Linked DNA regions of Sus scrofa: region 1 is linked to region 2. Evidence: chromatin contacts called from public HiChIP or PLAC-seq data. All regions are on one chromosome and are shown on one strand. Each heading gives the region's core, a stretch centred on a gene start, on an enhancer-like site or on the middle of the called end of the contact. The rest is flanking DNA. Distances are from core to core; before and after follow the strand shown.

Region 1 (6,568 bases), core at 3,584-6,083, 90 kb before region 2:
CAACACCAGATCCTTAACCCACTGAGGCCAGAGATTGAACCCACGTCCTCACAGAGACGGTGTTGGGTCCACAACCCGCTGAGCCACAACAGGAACTCCCTGATTTTTAAAGCTGAATTTCTTTAAGAGGTTTATTAAAAGTACTTATGGAAGGGGCTGGGTATTTTCACTGGCTTCTGAATGAAACAAGGAGATTCTAAAAAGTTTTTGAATTCATGAGTAGCAATGGAGAAAATACAAAGGTTATGCCTTTGGGAAACAAGAGTCTTTTGTACACAAATCCCGAAACATTTATTTAAAAAAAAACAAAACACAGCCTTGTTAATTTGCACATGTGCTTATACAAAAGGTGACCTACAGCAGGAACCTGAGACAGACGCAGCTCCCTGAGAGCAGAGGCAGACTATGGGCAACCCTGCAGAGAAGATGACACTGGGGGCGGCGGCGGCGGGGGCCACACACGCAAAACTGTAATGAAGATAATGACGTGCTAGCTGTGAACATGAACTTAAGATGAACTTGAGCATGGAGGCAGAACCATGTGGCCAGATGAGAAGTACGGGAAGGAGGCTGGCTGAACCAGAGCAGAAAACTTGTGGTAAGGAAAGTCAGGCAACAGCTGGATGAGCAGGAGGGAGTCCGACTTGATAAGATAGGCTTTTTTTTTTTTAGAGCCGCACCCACGGCACATGGAGGTTCCCAGCCTAGGGGTCGAATCAGAGGTGTAGTTGCCAGCCACAGCCACAACCACGGCCAGGTGTTTTTTAAACATTAAAAAAATTTTTTTTTTTTTTAATTTTTAGTATGGAAGTTCCCAACCTGGGGGTCAAATTGGAGCAGCATCTGCGACCTACACCACAGCTCATGGCAACGTCAGATCCTTAACCCACTGAGCGAGGCTAGGGATCGAACCTGCATTCTCATGGACATTACCTTGGGTTCTTGACCTGCTGGGCCGCCAGGGGAATTCAACTTATGATGAGAACTTTTAAGGTCTACTCTCTTAGTCACCTTCAAATACGCCAGAGCGTATTATTAAAATGTGGCCATGCTGTACACGACAACCCCATGACTTATTATATGACTGGAGGTTTGGACCTTTTGCTTCCCTTCCCCCATTTACCAGCCCTCTGCAATCATCCTGTTCTCTGTATCTATGCACTTAGGGGAAGGTTGTTTTTTTGTTTTACTTTTTACTTTCCGCATATAAGTGAGCTAGTATAGCATTTGCTTTTCTTGCTGACTTATTTCATTTAGCAATAATGTCCTCATTTCACAAGTGGCAAAAATTCCTTTTTAATGGCTGAATAATATTCCATTGTATGTATATGTACCACATTTTACCCATTCATCCATGAATGGACACTTAGGTTATTTTCTGATATGACAGTTTTGAAAACCAGCTTGAGGAAGTCTACATTTGATGTGACTGGAAATAAGAGAAAAGGTCAAGCCTTTTCTAGCTCAAAAGAGCAATGAGGAGTTCCCATTGTGGCTCAGTGGTTAACGAATCCGACTAGGAACCATGAGGTTGCGGGTTCGGTCCCTGCCCTTGCTCAGTAGGTTAACGATCCGGCGTTGCCGTGAGCTGTGGTGTAGGTTGCAGACGCGGCTCGGATCCCACGTTGCTGTGGCTCTGGCGTAGGCCGGTGGCTACAGCTCCAATTTGACCCCTAGCCTGGGAACCTCCATATGCCGCGGGAGCAGCCCAAGAAATAGCAAAAAGACAAATAAATAAATAAATAAATAAATAAATAAATAAATGAATGAATGAATGAATAGCAATGAGTCCAGCCCTCAGTGAAGGGAATGATGGTAGAAACGCAGGAAAGAGAAATTCAAGCTGTTTCAAAGGGAAAGTGGGCAGACTTTGAACACTTTCTGAACCCGTAGGACAAAAATACATTTAACTTTTGAGCTGGGCGGAAGAGAAAAAGGAATTTATTTCAGATGATGCGATTCCAAGATGTACTGTTGAGGATTCTAAGGGCACCCACTCAGAGAATTCAGTGTTGCCCTTTATTTTCTTAAACTATATGGAATCAATTACCACCAGGAGGAAAACTCTCTGTGGAATAGCCTGCTATGTATGTGATACAATTTATATTCATGAATAAATAGTACTTATTTCTTTCTCTCTCTCTCTCTCTCTTTTTTTTTTTTTTTTTTTTTTGCTTTTTAGGGCTGTACCCACAGCTCATAGAGGTTCCCAGGCTAGAGGTCGAATCAGAGCTGCAGCTGCCGGCTTGCACTACAGCCACTGCAATGCAGGATCCAAGCCGTGTCTGTGACCTACACCACAACTCACAGCAATGCCAGATCCTTAATCAGTTCCTTAACCCACTGAGCGAGGCCAAGGATCGAACTTGCAACCTCATGATTCCTAGTTGGATTCGTTTCCGCTGCGCCACAACGGGAACTCCAAATAGTACTTATTTCTTTCATGAAGACATACCCTTTTAAATAGGTGATGCTTAACCTCATTGATTTGGCCCGTTTTCTTTCCTTTTTCAGTGCGAATGAAATCTTAAGCTGCTATGAGTGCCCCTACTTCTCAGGACAGGTGGTCACCCACACAAGCCATGTCTTTGTCTCCCAGTATCTCCTCAAGCAACTCCAATCTGGGTTCCTCTCAAGCACTTCTTCAGACCTTGATCAAACTTCCCAAAGTAAGTTCCCCATGAAACGGCTAAATCCATCAGTCTTCGCTGGTTTCCCAGCAGCATCTGACACTGACCCCCGTTGCCCCCTCTCTTCTCCTGGCTTCCACGAGGTCACAGACTCGGGGTTTTCCTCCTCTGCCTCCTCTGCCAGCTCCTCTCTCCCAGTGTTCTCTAAACACTCAAGCTCTCCAGGGTTGAGTCCAATACCCACTTCAAATACCACCAGAGTGGCGTCCATTTAAGGGGCTACACCAAGGCTAGCTTCGCCCTACTCTACCCACTGGAAATCGACAAGTCAGAACAAACCCAGCAAACTTGGCCTCAGAGGAAACAGAAAACCAGCTACAACTCTGAAACACAAGCTATGAAGAAAGGTTGCGAAGCCCTGGGAAGCTGGACCTCAAGGAGGGAAGCTGCTCAGAGCCGAGCGTGTGCCTCAGACGCAGCCAGGCATGGGAGCAAGTTCTGCAGGGGGCGCTCAGATCCAGAGTGGCCCAGCAATGCTCTTTGGATCCGAACAGCAGGGTCTTGGGATGCAGGTGGCTGTGGAACAAAACGAGCCCCAAGTGACACTTCTCAACAGCTGCAAGATGGTGCTAAGGGAAGGTATGAGTAGGAATTACATTTTTGCAAAAAAGCAGGCTGTCAGAGTGGTGAGACAAAAAAGAAAGAGTAGGTGCAACTGCCCTTCGGCAGATGACCTTCATACATGAAAAGGGAAAATAATACCAACTCACTTGCCAGGAGTCTCACAGCATACGGGTGGGACATGTTTGCGAGTCAGGCAAACTTCTTGCCGTTTCAGGACAAAGTGTTGGTGAGAGAAGGTCTAAAAACCTCAGCGATATACTGGTCCTTCTGCATACGATCTTTCAGCAACTAACCCACCCCACATGGAACACACCTAATGCAAAGATGGCAATAACCAAAAGTGAACCAGGACGGCGCCCAGGATAAGATGTTACAGGAAAGACACGGGCCAAGAATTCGACAGACAAAAAGGAGACCCAGAATACCTATGGAGGGGAAAAAGTGTCATAAAGGAGAAAACGATGAAAAAACATTTCTGCATGAAAATAAAGAATGTAAAGAAAATAGAGCCCCATAAACCAAGAGATCAAAGAAAACATTGTTTAAAAGGAGAGAAATCTGGAGTTCCCAGGTTGCAGGTACAGCCTGGATTTGATCCCTCGCCCGGGAATGTCTGTGCTTTGGGGGCAGCCATAAAACAAAAAAAGAGAAATACTTAAATTTTTTTTCAAGGAGATAAACTGCAAGAGCTCAAGAAAAAAAAAAAAAACAAAAACCCTGAGAAATGAAGACCACATTAAAAGCCATCAAAGGAGGAATGGACACTGCTGAAAACAGCCAGGGAGAAGAAGAAGAGGTGGAGAAAAGTAAGCAAAAAAAAAAATGGGAAAACAAAAGTAGAAAAAAAGGAAATTATAGAAGTGAGAGATACTGCAGATCACATAATTGGTGTTCCTTAGGCTTTAGTATATGACAATGGTGACACCTCAAATTAGCAAAAAAAACAAAACAAACAAACAAACAAAACCCCAATAATAAATGTCAATACATAGTGTTAAAAAATGAGCCAGTCACCCAAAAACAAACAAAAAACCAGACTATTATTAGTGTGATGACTTGAATTGCTTTTCCCCCCAAAAGGTATGATCAAGTCCTAATCCTTGGTACCCAGGAAGGGGCCCTCATTTGGAATTAGGGTTTTTGCAGATGTCATGAAGGTGGGCCCTCATCCGATATGACCAGCCTTCTCCCGAGAAGAGGAAAAAGCCTCAAGACACAGACAGACAGGAGGACACCATGTGATCAAAGAGGCAGATGCAGCTACACCTGGAATGCCAGGGTTTGATGGTCACCGCTGGAAGCCAGAAAGAGGCAAAGAAAGGCTTCTCTGCAGGTTTCAGAAGGAGTCTGGCTGGCTGACACCAGACTTCAATCCTTGAGACAATACCTGCCCACTGTTTTAAGCCACCCTGTTCGTGGTCATGTGTTAACAGCAACTCTTGGAAACTGATGCAACTAGTCATACCCCAATGAATTCCATGAAAATATGTCTCAATTTCACTTACATTTAAGGAAAGGCAAATCAACCATGTGATGCAATTTTTTCACCAATAGGTCAAGAGTTTTATGAACAATGTTAGCAAGAATATGAAGTCACATACATCACAGATACCATCGTAATGGGCCTGACCCCTTTCAAGCTCCACACAGCAGGAGGCATGATCTTAAAAACAGAAGTCTAACTGCTTATTCCTATCCTTACATCTTTTCAGTGGAAAACTTCAATGTCAGACCAATCTGATATCCAGATATTGGCTCATCTCAGGCCAGCTACCCCTGGTTGCTGTGTGCTCTGGTTGACCATAAAACAAGTTTCTTTCTCCAGCTAAACTGCCCCCCTCCCCTATCATCTCACACTAGTTTGTTTCCTTTATACGATTTGCTACAAGCAGTTTCTCGTTTGCTTGGGTTGTTTTTTGGTTTTTTGTTTTCCTTTTTAAGGCTGCACTTGAGGCACATGGAGGTTCCCAGGCTACGGGTCGAATTGGAGCTCTAGCTGCCGGCCTACACCACAACCACAGCAATGCAGGATCCAAGCCGCATCTGTGACCTACCTACACCGCAGCTCTCAGAAAAAAACCAGATCTTTAACCCACTGAGCCAGGCCAGGGATCAAACCCACATCCTCATGGATACTAGTTGGGTTCTTAGCCTGCGGAGCCACAGTGGGAACTCCCTTGTTTCCTTGTTTACTGTCGGTCTCCAGGGTAACAGAGACCATATCTACGTTGCTCACTGCTTTATCTTCAGCATGTGAGATGGTCCTGGGCCTTACAGGGGATGGTTAAATATTTGGTGAATGAAAAAATAAAGGAACAAATAAATGAGTTCCTGCAGCCCATCTCCAATCTCTCAGGAAATGGTTTTGCCTTCCACTGACAGAGAAAATCCAAGCTATCAGGAGTGCCAAACTTTAAATCACCTGCCATCATTACCATTTTTTTCCCCATTGATATATTCGGTTTCACTTTTCTTATTTCCTTGTGATTTTCAAAAACTGGGGAAGGGGTGTTAAATATAGCAAGATGTCACCTAGTTACAAAAGGGGCCATATCCCCATGTTCCAATATAAAATCATCTTTCCCTTCAATGTGGGAAACGTCACACAATCTAGACATAAAGCGTAATTTTTACTCCAGGAAAATATAATTGAATGGTACCTACTCCAACCAAGACAGGCTTTTCACTACCAGTGAAAAGGAAATGACGAAACCTGTGGGGGGTGACTTAGAATTGGAGGCATCAGGACAAACTCGCGGATCCTGGGGGGAAAGGTGGGGGCGGGGTGTGTGCACACAGACGTTTCCAGCTCCGTCTTCGGTGAGAGCTGAGACGCAATGGTACCCCAATGTTGGCTTGTATACACCCAGCTTCTTAACTAAAAGGACCCAGGGCTTCCTGAAGAAAAGCTGATTCCAGAGCTGGGACAGGAAAAAGAGAAGATGAGGCTGGGATATCTTGCTGAACCAGAAAGAAGGGAGGCACTCGAGGCATGACAGGGATGTGTCAGAGGGACAGAGGAGCCAGCAAACGGGCCCCTGGCCACATCTGGGACCACATGAGCATTAAAGTAAGCAAATGCCAGTAACATTATAATCCTTCGAAGAAAAAAGAATCTGAGTCCACAATGACATAAAAAAAGAAAAGTTCTTTGTCCAAGGGAAGCTCCAGTTCAGAAATAAAGAAGGAATGATGTGAGTTAGAAAATTACTAGTGAGGAGTTCCCGTTGTGGCTCAGAGGAAACAAACCCGACAAGTATCCATGGGGATGCAGGTTCGATCCCTGGCCTCGCTCAGTGGACCAGGGATCCAGC
Region 2 (6,238 bases), core at 2,716-5,215:
ACTGGACGCCTAAGGTGGGTTTCCTCGTCCTGTGACATGAAAAGCACCTGACTCGGGGCCAGTGTCCCGGGCCCGAGTCCACGCCGAGCGGCAGCTTGCATCCCTCCTTCCACGAGCATGGCTGAGCAAGAGCTCCGTGAGGGCCAGATGCTCAGCGCGGCCTGGCAGGACTCTCACTGCGAGTGAGGGTGCAAAGCCGAGGTTGACTGTGTTAGGACTCAAGTCCACGAATGGCCCAAGGAAAGAGAAAAGGGACCAAAGGGCTCCAGCTCTGAAAAGGAAGTGGCTACAAAAGAAAGGGCATGGTGAGGATGCTGCTGGTGGGGCTTCAGGTGGCCCTGCAGGGGGCGCTGGCAGGAACCACGGAGGCAGGAGGTACTTGTGCGGGAAGCTTGCTTCATCAGACCCTTTGGAAGTGGAGTGAGGGACCACCAGCCAAACTGCCCACACCTCCGCCTCCACCAAAAGGAAAAACAAATAAACAGAACAAATCCCCCTAGCAAGAGACTTCTAGGAGGGAGAGAGAGGGGTCCTCAAGATCCTAGTAGTTGCTGGTGCCAGGGTAAACAACACAAATGCCAACTCCTCAGATCACTAACTCACACGGATCCCATCACCCTCTGAGCCTTGCCTCTGCCAGACTCACCCACACAGACACAAGCCTACGGCGCTTTGTACAAATAATAACAATGAGGGGAAAGTGACATCAATTGTAGCAGATGTCTAAAAATAAAGCTTGTACCCAAGGGGGGGGGGGAGAAGTCCAGACTAGTAGCAAAAAAAGAGAATTCTAAATGGACAATGTCACAAAACCTTCAGTAAAATAAAATAAAGCAACTGAAACTTCCTTTTTTTTTTCCTTCTCTCTACAGAAAGTGTTGTCACGAGGAATGCACTCTGTGGCCAGCAAAATGCTGTTGGGTGCTGCTGCTGGGAAAATTAAAATTCAGCTTGGATGACACAGACCCCTGAAGCAATGGTAGCCTAATTGCAAGTTACAGCCCATCAATGGAGGGAAAGGGCCTTGCAGGAGAGCCAGGCAGACAGCAGAGGATGGAACATTCCGGAAGGGAGGGAGAGGAGAAGCCGCAGCTTGGGGAAAGCAGGAATGATGTGTCCATATCCACTGAGAGGTGAAACACACTCAAACTTGGCCTCTATACCACCGTCAACATACACCCAGTGTGGACCAACCACCTGTGTTCCAGGAGATGAAACTGATCTGCAGCGGGTTTCTGGTCACTTTCTGCAAAGGGCAACAGATGCCCAAGGGCACAAGAGCAGGAGCCCCGTCGCTCATACAGCTCAACACTGGATGGGTCGGAAGCGCCATCACGGTGACAGGAAGTTCAAACTATCATGAGAGGCCTGCTTCCCAGCCGTCAGGATGTAGAGCTGGGAGGAGGCAGGGACTCTGCTGCCCTTGGCTGGGGCTGTGTTGACCACTCCCCAGGGAACCAGCTGCCCCCGACGTAGAGGGAAATCACGAACCATCACAGAACCTGTGCGCTGAGACGTGCTGCCAATTCTCAGAGGGGCGGAGAGAGCACACAGGTGAGACACCTGCAACATCCAGATCCTACTGACCTGGGGATGGGGTATAAAGGGAGAGCTAGAAACCTGGGCATCAGCCAAGGGTCCTACTAATGAGAGCTGGTGATTACTCCTGCGACTCCCCAACACCCACTCCTTCCCCTCCCCGCAAACAGAGTCAGCCTTTAAGCCTCCACCCCTCTGCTCTCGGCCACTTTATCCACCTGGAATGTTCTCCACCTACACAAGTCCTACCCACCCTCTGCACCGCCTCTCCATCCCTCCTCTGGACTGTGTGTCTGAGCCAGCCTAAGGCCGCTCTCCCTCTGCTGAACTTCCAGAACAATTAGTTTATATGATAACTCGGCAGAGAATCATCTAAGCTCTCCGAAGCTGAACTCTTCTGCTGTTTTCTTGACCTGTTATTTAGAACAATGGACACTTTCAACCTTGCCCCCTGTCTCCATCAACAGGCCACCTCTTCGAGAGGCAAGGACACACCTGATAGGTCTTAGGACCCTCCCACCTTAGCTCGGGGAGTACCTGCACGATGCAGAATTCAACTGCAAACACTCTCCTGAGCTTCATCAGGCTCCACAATTGCTCTTAAGATTCAAGACGCACATGTAAAGACTTTGCGACCAATGAGAGCGGAAAGCAAAAAAAGGATGTAAGTGCTGGAAACTCTTAGAGATTATTTACAAATTCACACACATCCTCACTGGCTCAAGGTCACCTGTGGCAGGCAGGTGTAGACCTCAGGTCTGTGCCCCTGCTCTTTACTCTGGGGCATAATGAGACCTGACCAAGAGCAGGTGAAGGCTATGGGGGTTGCAATTTCAAAGATTAAAGGTTTTGAAATTCTTAAAGTTAACAAGTTAACATTGCTTAAAGTTATTAACAGGTTAAAGTTCTTAAAGTTAACACTAACAAGTGGGGTTAGTGAAGCACCCAAACCCAGATGAAGATTTTCACTTTATGAGCTTTTGGAGTGATATGTAGCTAGAAACCCTACCAGAAATGGGGCCAGAACCTTCAGGAAACACACACACACCCAAAAACTCGGCTATGTGGAAACTCCACTTACTGTAATGTTTTCTTTAAAAAAAAAAAAAAAACCAAAAAGTCAACCCACTTTAAAGCTCTGCTTACGTAGTACTCCATCAGGAGTGAAATAATCATATGGAGAAGCCTTTCTAAAACAGATATAGTCCTGGACGCCCATTCCGGAGCGCTGAGTTGTGACTGCATTCTCAAGGATGTCAGTAACACAAGAGCTCCGTCCACACTCCTCGAAAAAAACCGAAACCATGAATGCCTTGTCAAATTCAGACAGTTTATCTTGGCACTGGCAAGCAGAGCCGTCTCTTCGATGTCTGGAAACGTGTCTAATTACGTTGAGAGAGTAACTAAAAAATAACCAGTATCCCGGAACAGACAGCTCAGGGATCATTCCCTAGCATCCTGAATGACGCGATGGAACCACGCCAGGAAATAAATAAATAAATAAATAAATAAAGCAGAAAAAGAATCAAGGGTGAAACCGGGATGAGACCCCAGCCTCTCTCCAAAACAACCCTTCCCTCTTCCCAGGGCCTGGGGGCCGCCGCGACTCTCCCTAAAGTTTTTATTTCCCTTTACTTTTGTTTCCATTAGGTCACCCGGCCCGCCCACATCATTTACCTGGGGCAGGGCACCAGCCTGCCAGGCTCCAAGCGCAGCCTCTAGCTCGGCACGCCCCTGATCCCCCCTACCCTCGTCGGGACAGCACCCTAGGACACCCCCCCTCCACCTCTGGAAGGCCAGGAGCTCGGCACGCCCCTTCCACTCCAATGCGACCGCACCCCAGGGCGTGCTCTCAGATATCGGGCTCAATGGACCCTGGACACCCCACGGCCGCACTCCATCCCTCCCGCTCTGCGCACCCGGGACACCCCCAACCCGGCCGCACCGCAGGGGCTCCCCCTCTCGGGAAAGCGCAGGCTCGCGCCAGTGCGCACAGCCGCTCCGCCCTCACCTGAGCCGGAGGTTGGCCATGAACTCGGGCATGGAGACGGTGTCCATCAGCACGAAGTCCGCCTTCCCGAACTCCAGGCTCTCCTGCTCCGCCATGGCGCCGGCGCACGGGTTCAGGTGGGCACGGATGGGCTCAGGTGGGCGCGCTCGGGCGGCGGGGGTCGGTCCGGGGGCGCGCGGCGAGCTCGGGCAGTGCCGGGGCGGGGCGCGGGGAAGGGGGCTCCGCGGCCTCTCGATGGGTCTGGACGGGACGGAGGCGGCCCGGCTGCTCCTCGGCGCGTTCTCGTCCGGCGCGGCGCACCCGGCAGTTTCCGCTTCTCCAGTGGCGGCTGCCCGGCACTGTTGGGGATGGGACAAGACCGAGACGGCGGCGGCTGGTCCCGCCTCTGGCCTTGGTCTGGCCCCCGGCCCCGCTGCCACCCGCTCCGCCCCCGCCCCGCCCCGCCCCGCCCCGGCCCCTCCGCCCCGCCCCGCCCCGGCCCCTCCGCCTCGCCCCACCGCCGAGAGCCGCCCCCGCCGCGGCTCAGGCCACCGCCTCCTCACCTGGGCCGCGCGCACGCGCGGGGCGGCCGGCGGGGGCGCGCTCTAGGCCGGGCCTCCGCTGCGGGGCGGCAGCGCCCCCTGGGGGCCGGCGCTGGTAGCTCAGGGGCGGTGCCAAGGAGTGCGGACGTAGGAGGGTGGGTGGAATCAAGTTTCCAGCGTTGTCGCCTCCGCCTGGGCTTGGTAGATGCCAGCAAAGTTCCAGAAGTAACTCATGGAGCTTGTCCAGTGGATAATTCATTCGGATTCTGTCCTGCCGCGAAGCCCTCTTCTGCAATTCTGCTCACACCCTCTCATCCTTAAAATGATGGTTCACGCTCAGACTGAGACATAGTAACATGTTGGGTCTACGAAAAGGGTCCAGAGCTTTTCTAAGGGACCTAAAGGACGTGAGTAAACTCGCCGCATGGCTAGGAAAAGGGGAAGCTGCAATTTCACCTAGGTCATTTGACTAATGAGCCCTGCTCTCCTCCTCCAGTGTTCCATGATCTATTTTCCCTCCTTCTCACCTGAGCATGGTCATCAAACATTACCTTATATTAAGTTTTTAATCTATGTATGTATCATCTCCCTGGGATTATTGTAGGCTTCTTGAGCATAAGACTGTGACCTGAACTTCTCCAGAACCCCCTTAGCACTCACCAAGGAGCTATGGTCCTGCCTTGCATGTATATATGAAACACAGTGATTTGAAACACAGTGATATGAAACAGTGATTTGATGGAATGGAGTGAGTAGCAAGTGATCTGCAATTTGTAGATACATCGGTGGACCCTAGAAAATTCTTTTGGAACCTAGGCTGCATTTTCCCAGTGAAAATCTATTATAAATGGCTTTCTAAGGCAGCTGTACCTCTTCAGTCCAGAGATTCCTTTGGGAGCCTCTTCTACTCCAAAATCTGCTAAAAAATCTAGAAGCCCCCAAAGACTTGGCTGGAATCCAGTACTGTAGCTGCATGTGAGATGAGTAAAGCAGACCTAAGGACCCTGCTTATGGTCTGCTTCAGCTGCCAACAATCCATCCTAGCCGAGGGAGAGCGAGAAGACAGCTTGATCACCTCCCAAGGGAGCAGGTCTGCCATCAGAAAGCATCTTACTCTCTGGCCAGGCAGAGCTGAGTTGCAGTCTGATCACTGTTAGCAGCTCTCCTTATTCAGAATTCACCTCCCTGAATCTCAGTGTCTTCCTTCTTGGCATAAGACCTCTGGGCCAGACACTTTCCAAGGGAAGGAAGCCTGTCCTTTGCTTGGGTCATTTGTGTGGGTGGGTCAGTGGCCAAACAAGTGATTTGCATAGAGTGTGGTATACTCCTAAAATGTGTGTATCGGTGCATTTGAACATAAAATAAAGCTCAATTTCAAAAAGAAAAAAAAAAGACATCTCAAATTCTGTGCAATTTGGAGCAACCAGGGACCACGCTTCCTGGAAATGATCATTGGAAAATGGATGTATGTGTGTGTGTGTGTGTTCCCTGAGCCCTGGGGTTGTCAGAGCAAAGTGGTTGTCTGGTGGGTGGGGTTTATGATGGGACACAGCCATGGTTTTCAAATGGCCAAAGCAAGGGAACTCTTTATGTTAAGCAGTATCATCTACAGGAGCCTAATGTATAAAACATATACACAACATATGCAGAGGGTATTTTATCATTTTATAATTACTATAAAAGCAGACAATGAGACCAATGAGGCTCTTTTAACGAACCCAGATCTGTCCAAAGGGGCTCCCTGTCACCTTCAATCAGCCTCAGGATTTCAATTTACTTCTGTACAGTGTTTTGGATGTACTGTCCTGATTTTTGGATGTCCTGATTTTTCATGGCCAAGCAGTGATTTGTTACTCATACAATTTTACATCCATCCTTTAGAAAGGCCAATGCACAGCTACACTCTTACTAACCAGTGACACGGTTACAGGAAGTTCCCATATGTTTAGAGATGGCAGGAGAAACTAAACACTGAGGTCTGCAAGCAAACAAGGTAACACAGAGCCACTTAGCTCACTATTAATCTCCTTGGTGATAAAAACTCGGATATACACACATGGGGATGTGTAGGTTTGTGTTACAGTTTAAAACATAGTCAAAACCAGAAGTTCCCTTGTGTGCAGCGGGTTAAGGATCCCTGAGTTGCTGCAGCTGTGGCAAAGGTCGC

What was found. HiChIP or PLAC-seq counts read pairs in DNA pulled down with a chosen protein or histone mark.
Region 1: a contact with region 2 is called in an H3K27ac HiChIP or PLAC-seq map of alveolar macrophages, with 4 times the contacts expected there. The contact joins the enhancer-like site here to the promoter of MYO1D in region 2. A contact is called at or near these places in 4 of 5 promoter capture datasets (fetal liver, fetal skeletal muscle and liver), 22 of 47 Hi-C or Micro-C datasets (adipocytes, alveolar macrophages, brain and 14 more) and 2 of 2 datasets of contacts at active chromatin or transcription factors (alveolar macrophages and skeletal muscle).

The regions. Positions count from the first base shown.
Region 1 is chr12:42,208,711-42,215,278 of Sscrofa11.1, reverse strand. The region is part of intron 1 of MYO1D (unconventional myosin-Id); the gene reads right to left. Among named protein-coding and RNA genes, the nearest start is that of MYO1D, 92 kb to the right of the region's middle. Within about 2 kb of position 4,833, at least 2 of the 83 cell types and tissues checked have an H3K27ac peak or open chromatin away from gene starts, as enhancers often do. A contact at or near this core is called in alveolar macrophages, where this site is marked.
Region 2 is chr12:42,118,100-42,124,337 of Sscrofa11.1, reverse strand. It overlaps MYO1D (unconventional myosin-Id), which reads right to left and starts at 3,965. Exons shown (of 22, transcript XM_021067447.1): 1 at 3,551-3,965. The coding sequence starts at 3,645.